2 separate regions of the Mus musculus genome follow, and region 2 is linked to region 1. Evidence: chromatin contacts called from public Hi-C data. All regions are on one chromosome and are shown on one strand. Each heading gives the region's core, a stretch centred on a gene start, on an enhancer-like site or on the middle of the called end of the contact. The rest is flanking DNA. Distances are from core to core; before and after follow the strand shown.

Region 1 (2,729 bases), core at 111-2,610:
CCAGAGGGTGGTGTGGAAAATGGGGAAGCCGTCTGTGGGCCCTGAAGATGGTTCCTTCTTTATAAACAGAGATCTTGATTGTGTGAAAGCCACGCAAGGGCTTTTCAGCGAGATCTGTAAGCTCGGATGTGAGTGGGCATCTCTCCAGGGAGCGGTCTGCGTCCTGGAAATGGGGTGTTGCCTTAAATAGCGGGCAGACTTTCCTTTGGGTCAGCTAAGATCTGAGTGCTTGGAGCGGTTTCCAGTCCTACTGGATTCACAGTGTCCCCTGAAGCCCAGGGTAGAAATGTCAATCTTACTTCATTTCTGTTTCCCTAGACACCCTACTTTACACATGCACGCTAGCGGGGACACACACAGAGACACACAGTGCTGGCTCCTTCTCCCATCAATACAATGTATTCATAATTTCCCTCGTGCCTGCAAGCATTTGCATATCCTGCTGGCCCTGTCTGGAGTCTGCTTTCATCCACTGTTAACTGCAGGGGTTGGAGGGCTCACCACCATTCATCCTGAGTCCCAGCTTCCCCTGTTCAGAGAATCCTCCTTGACCTGACCTCAACTTCCACTGCCTCCATTCTCCTCGCTGATTCAGCTCCCACATTCTGTCTTCACAGCACCCAGCTTTGAGCACATTGTTTGCTTTTCCATCTTTTTCATTAAGAATCGAACTGCATGAGCCAACATATTTTTATCTTCTCTCTCTCTCTCTCTCTCTCTCTCTCTCTCTCTCTCTCACTCTCCCCCCAAAAACAATGGGAGCCATATGTTATCCCTTACTGTAGCTATTCAGAACCCCTGAGACTTCCCTACATGCAATATCTCCACACCCCCTTACTCTGCTGCCCTGAACTGAATACAGTACCTGGTACATAGGATGTAGTCAATTAAAGAGTCTGGAGTGTCAGTAAAGGATACATTGTTTCCTAAACAGTTCAAACCCTGCCTGGTTGTGTTTCTTTGCCATACCCTCAAACATATCCTGAGTGAGACATGACTTTAATGGCAGCTTGTTAACTCCTGAAGTCATCTGTGGTATGTTGAAGAGACAGGAAGGGCTAGATGGATTACAGACAAACCTCTCCAGCCCTCTGCTGGCAGCTGAGAAAGCAAGAATGCATGCAGGAACATGAGCAGGTCAAATCAGACAAGACAGATTCCTGCATGATTCTATGCCTTGATGCAGCTGGACAAAACAGCAGGTTTCCATCTTTGCTGCCCTGGATCTGTATTTATTGCCTGCTTCCCAGTCATGTTTCTCTATTGTCAAAAAAAGAGATTTGCCGGAGGCTGGCTCCCTTCCCATTAAGGTCACCAGAGAGCCACTGAATGCTGGGAAACAGTGGGCTCAGCACAATGTCAGGGAAGAGTTACTGAAAAGGAGCTCTGCGCTAGCGGGTCTGGCAGAGATCACACACAGAGAGGTCAGGGAGAAGTCACCACACAAAGGCAGGCAGACCAGACCCAGGAGACCTCCTCCTCCAGAGTTCTAGCAACTGACAAAGTCCTGTGACAGACCTCCCTAACTACAGCAGGACTCCCAGCCATTTTGATGACTCCCAGAAAATCACTTGAAAAAAATCCAACAAGAAATTCTTTCTATGATTAGGAAGAGATGGGGCGATCTGCAACCTGGAGGGCAACTTAAAGCCTCCAGAGCTGATCGCTCTCTCTCCAGAGCACAGCAGCCGCCTTAGAGACTCCATTTTCAAGAGGACTCTTGGGTCCTTCCTCTGGAAACATCCTTCTGTTTGTCAAAGGGCTCTTGTGTTACAGACACGCGGCTTCTCTGGTTAGGTCAGGAAGAAGGGAGACATCCAGGCAAGGAACTTAAACGTAAAGGGTCAGAAGAAACCTTTCTCACTTTGCTAAGGTGCCCAGAAGCCAGGCTCATGATTCCATTGTTCTGTCCTTCCTGTCTTGAACACAGTTAGGGCTCCCAGGTGCTAGAGAAGGTAGGGCCAATTCAGTCTTTTACATTTTGAGAACAGCAGGACAATAGAACTCAGTAAGTCCTCCTACCACACTCCAGAGAAGAGATGATGGACCAGTCATTGACTACTAATAACTGATGGCTTTCCTTTTCCAGGGACTGAATAGGGAGTCTGTGCAAGTCACTGCTTGGGTCTCCTCTTCTTCCTCACATCATAAAGTGGCACTCAGTAGTTCCCCAGGTCACTTCCAACCCACTGACTTCTGAGTGTTGGCTCTCTACAGAGACAATTTTTTTCCAACAATTTCCTTCCAATTTTTAATAAAAATCAATGACTTCATTGGTCTTAGAAATGCTACATGTAAGATATGTAAGCAAGCCAGGTGTGGTAGCGCACGCCTTTAGTCCCAGCACTTGGAAGGCAGAGGCAAGCCTGGTCTACAGAGTGAGTTCCAGGACAGCCAGGGCTATGCAGAAAAACCCTGTCTCAAAAAATCAACAAAACAAAACAAAACAAAACAAAACAAAACAAAACAAGATATGTAAGCAAAATCGAAAAGTATTAAAAGTAACTTTTAAAAATTTCATCCTGAGTCAGAGACATAACTAAATAGTAAAGGCACCCCCACCAAGCCAGATAACCCGGAGTCCCATCTCCATGACCCACAGTGATGGAAGGAGATAATGGCCTCTAAATACTGCCCTCTGACCTACACACACACACACACACACACACACACACACACACACACACACACACACACTTTGGTACCCATTTAAAAAAAAACAAATAGGT
Region 2 (2,729 bases), core at 156-2,655, 97 kb before region 1:
CCTGCATTTAAAATCCCTCATTAGAAAGCTTTCCTTCCAGTCAGCTGCCCCAGACAGCACTCGGGGCTTCAGCCCTACCTGCCTGTCTTGCCTCCCCACAGCTCAGCTCAGACAGATGAAATGGTGGATGAAACCTTTCAGTCCACGGGGCAGGGACCTTGTCTTTGTGTCTCATAAAATGTCATGTACACCTGCGGCGCTTTGTAAATAATAAATGGTCATAATAAAGAAGCTGCCTCTTTGGGGTCAGAGCTACATGTTTGCAGAAAAACAGACCCCACTTCATTCCAACCAGGCCTGTCTTGGTCTGACACAGCTGTCACCAAACCCTGCAGATGAAGTCTCTGCACAGAGACTTCTAAAGATCCATGGGAACTGAAAACTTCGAGTTCCAAACAGAACAAAAGGCACAATGCCAGGATTTCTTGGCCCAAGGAAGTCAGGGAATAGCCTGCTGACATACTATGTACTTGAAAAATCAATGCACCGTGGAAAAGCAAGATGTCATTATTATTGCTTGAGACTGTATTGCTCTGTTTAATCTGGTCTTCCAAATAACAGTGTGGGCATTTTTATCCAAGCACATAATAATAACTTACTATTGCCTGAGAGATGGGGCGGTAATAACAGGTATTATTACTCTGGCGATGACTTGCCAATTAGAAGAGAGTCCTTGTTCCAAATGGGTGAACAAGTTGACACAGATAAAAGGGGTTTTATTAGTGAAACTAAGGAGAGGCAAGGACACAATTATCACATTGTCACTCGCTCTGATGACCCTGTGGCACAGAGGCTGGGAACAGGTAGCGTGAAACTGTGGGACATCCTGCTGATCTTGGACCACAGTTCAACTCTGAAATGATGATGCTAAACTCTCTTTCATCATTCCCTCCTGTAAGGTACTATCAGGGTGAGAGACCCTCTGTGGTGTTGGCCTAAGCCTGCAGGTATTTCCAGAAACAAAAGCGGCAACCTTGCATCTCAGCCTTGCCAGCCAGAGGGTTCTCCCATTGGTTCTCCTGACCAACACCATGAAAATGACTCCTGGTGTCAGGTTTTACAGTGAGAACCTTTGAGCTCGGGGTCTGAGGCCCAGGGGTGCATCCAGGATTCAGACTATAAGACTAGTGTTATGGCACCTGATTAACCACAGCCACCTTCAACCTGTACTGCCATTCGCAAACGACCCGGTGGTTCACATCACTTGCTCAGTTGGAGAGACTCAAGATTGACACCTCTGGTCAAGAGGGGATACTTCTCTGCCATCTAAACTAACAGAAAGGACAGGTGGCACAGATAATGCCATGCACAGACACCTGGGAGTCATTTAGCCTCAGCCTGGGCCACCTTACTGGGGCAGTTTGCTACAGATCCGCTTTCTAAATGATGTTTTTCCAAATGAGGGAGTAAAAATAGCCCTTGCTCTCTGAGAATACCCTGGCTAGGCGGAAGAGGGGAAAGCATCTGAAGGAGGGCTGGGGATGGGGAAGCAGTGTGTCGCAAAAAATGTTAGCAGAGATAATGCGCTGATGGTCAGGGGTGATTAGATTTGCTTTCTAATTGGAACCGTGTGGTGAGGTTTCCTTGTCCTTCCGACTTCCAAGATTCCACATTTTAAATCTCTTTATCTTTAAATGAGGAATGTGGAGGAGAATGAGATGGGTGGATGCTTCCAGGTTCTTAATGTCTAACCCTGACCATCTGCCCTCTCATCCAGATTGCAAGTTCCTTGTGCCATATTAACGAGCAAGCAGGGAGATGCTCTCAGCCCAAAGCCTGCTCTGGACTCCAGTTTCTGCCTCTTAAATGACTCGCTAATTTTTAATTAATCCTCTGATCCATCCCAGATCCCTGGTCCAAGAGCTCTCACCCTCTCCTTTCCTCTTCACAGCCAGCAACAGAAACAGATGCCAACTGCGACTTCAGTGACTACTGGCCCAGGAAGTGTGGTCAGGGCAACCAACACGTGGGTCTTTGACCTGTGCATAAGTCACATAAACATGTTTTAAAAGCTCAAACGTGAAAGCTGGGATTTAGGGGGGGGGGGGTGTTGCTTTAGGTATGACGATGATAGTGGTGGCAGGGAATGACGCCATGCGACATGATTTGACCTGCTGCGTAGGTCAGTTGTGTCTTGTGTGTGAGCATATGTGGATGCACAGTTTGCATGCATAGATGGCATGCATGTGGGGACAAATGGTAGTAGTGTACAGGTGTGTAATAGGATATGTAATATAGTAAAGACATGTGTTTATGTTGTACACATAGTTGTATGTGCTATGTTCAACAGGGTTGGGGTGTGTGTTTAAACATGTGTCTGAGGGGTAGTACAAATGTGTGTGGCAAGAGAATGGGGATGGGTGGGGATGGTAGGTGTGCATGGTAAGTGTGCATGGTAAGTGTGCAAAGAAAGTGTCCATGGTAAGTGTGCACACATGTATAATGGGGCATACTAGGAATGAAGGCACTTCTAACACAATATGCTGGCTGAAAGGGAGTTTTTCTTTTTCCTATAAATTGGCAAGAGCATTTTCCCTTCTGGCTACAGCTTCTGTTCAGGGGGTCCCCAATGTCCTGAATAATAATAAAAAAATGGACACGCTTGTTCTCAACAAGCAAAATGAATTTTAAAAAATGTTTTGGGGAGAAATGTTGCTTTAAATGCGCTGGCCGTGCAATGGTTTCATTCCCTGGAGTTGGGTGAGAAGGAATATTAGTTTTACTCCAGC

What was found. A called contact is a pair of places that touch in the nucleus more often than the background predicts.
Region 2: a Hi-C map of the N1E-115 cell line shows a contact between it and region 1, with 2.3 times the contacts expected there. The contact joins two enhancer-like sites. A contact is called at or near these places in 1 of 39 promoter capture datasets (3T3-L1-derived adipocytes), 4 of 484 Hi-C or Micro-C datasets (the N1E-115 cell line, cerebellar granule neurons, nephron progenitors and 1 more) and 1 of 9 other capture datasets (embryonic stem cells).

What each region holds. Positions count from the first base shown.
Region 1 is chr3:103,418,537-103,421,265 of GRCm38.p6, reverse strand. No RefSeq gene overlaps it. Among named protein-coding and RNA genes, the nearest start is that of Gm25869, 7.5 kb to the left of the region's middle. Within about 2 kb of position 1,360, at least 78 of the 459 cell types and tissues checked have an H3K27ac peak or open chromatin away from gene starts, as enhancers often do. A contact at or near this core is called in the N1E-115 cell line, where this site is marked.
Region 2 is chr3:103,515,262-103,517,990 of GRCm38.p6, reverse strand. The region is part of intron 1 of Gm34049 (a long non-coding RNA gene); the gene reads right to left. Among named protein-coding and RNA genes, the nearest start is that of Gm34049, 15 kb to the right of the region's middle. Within about 2 kb of position 1,405, at least 4 of the 459 cell types and tissues checked have an H3K27ac peak or open chromatin away from gene starts, as enhancers often do. A contact at or near this core is called in the N1E-115 cell line, where this site is marked.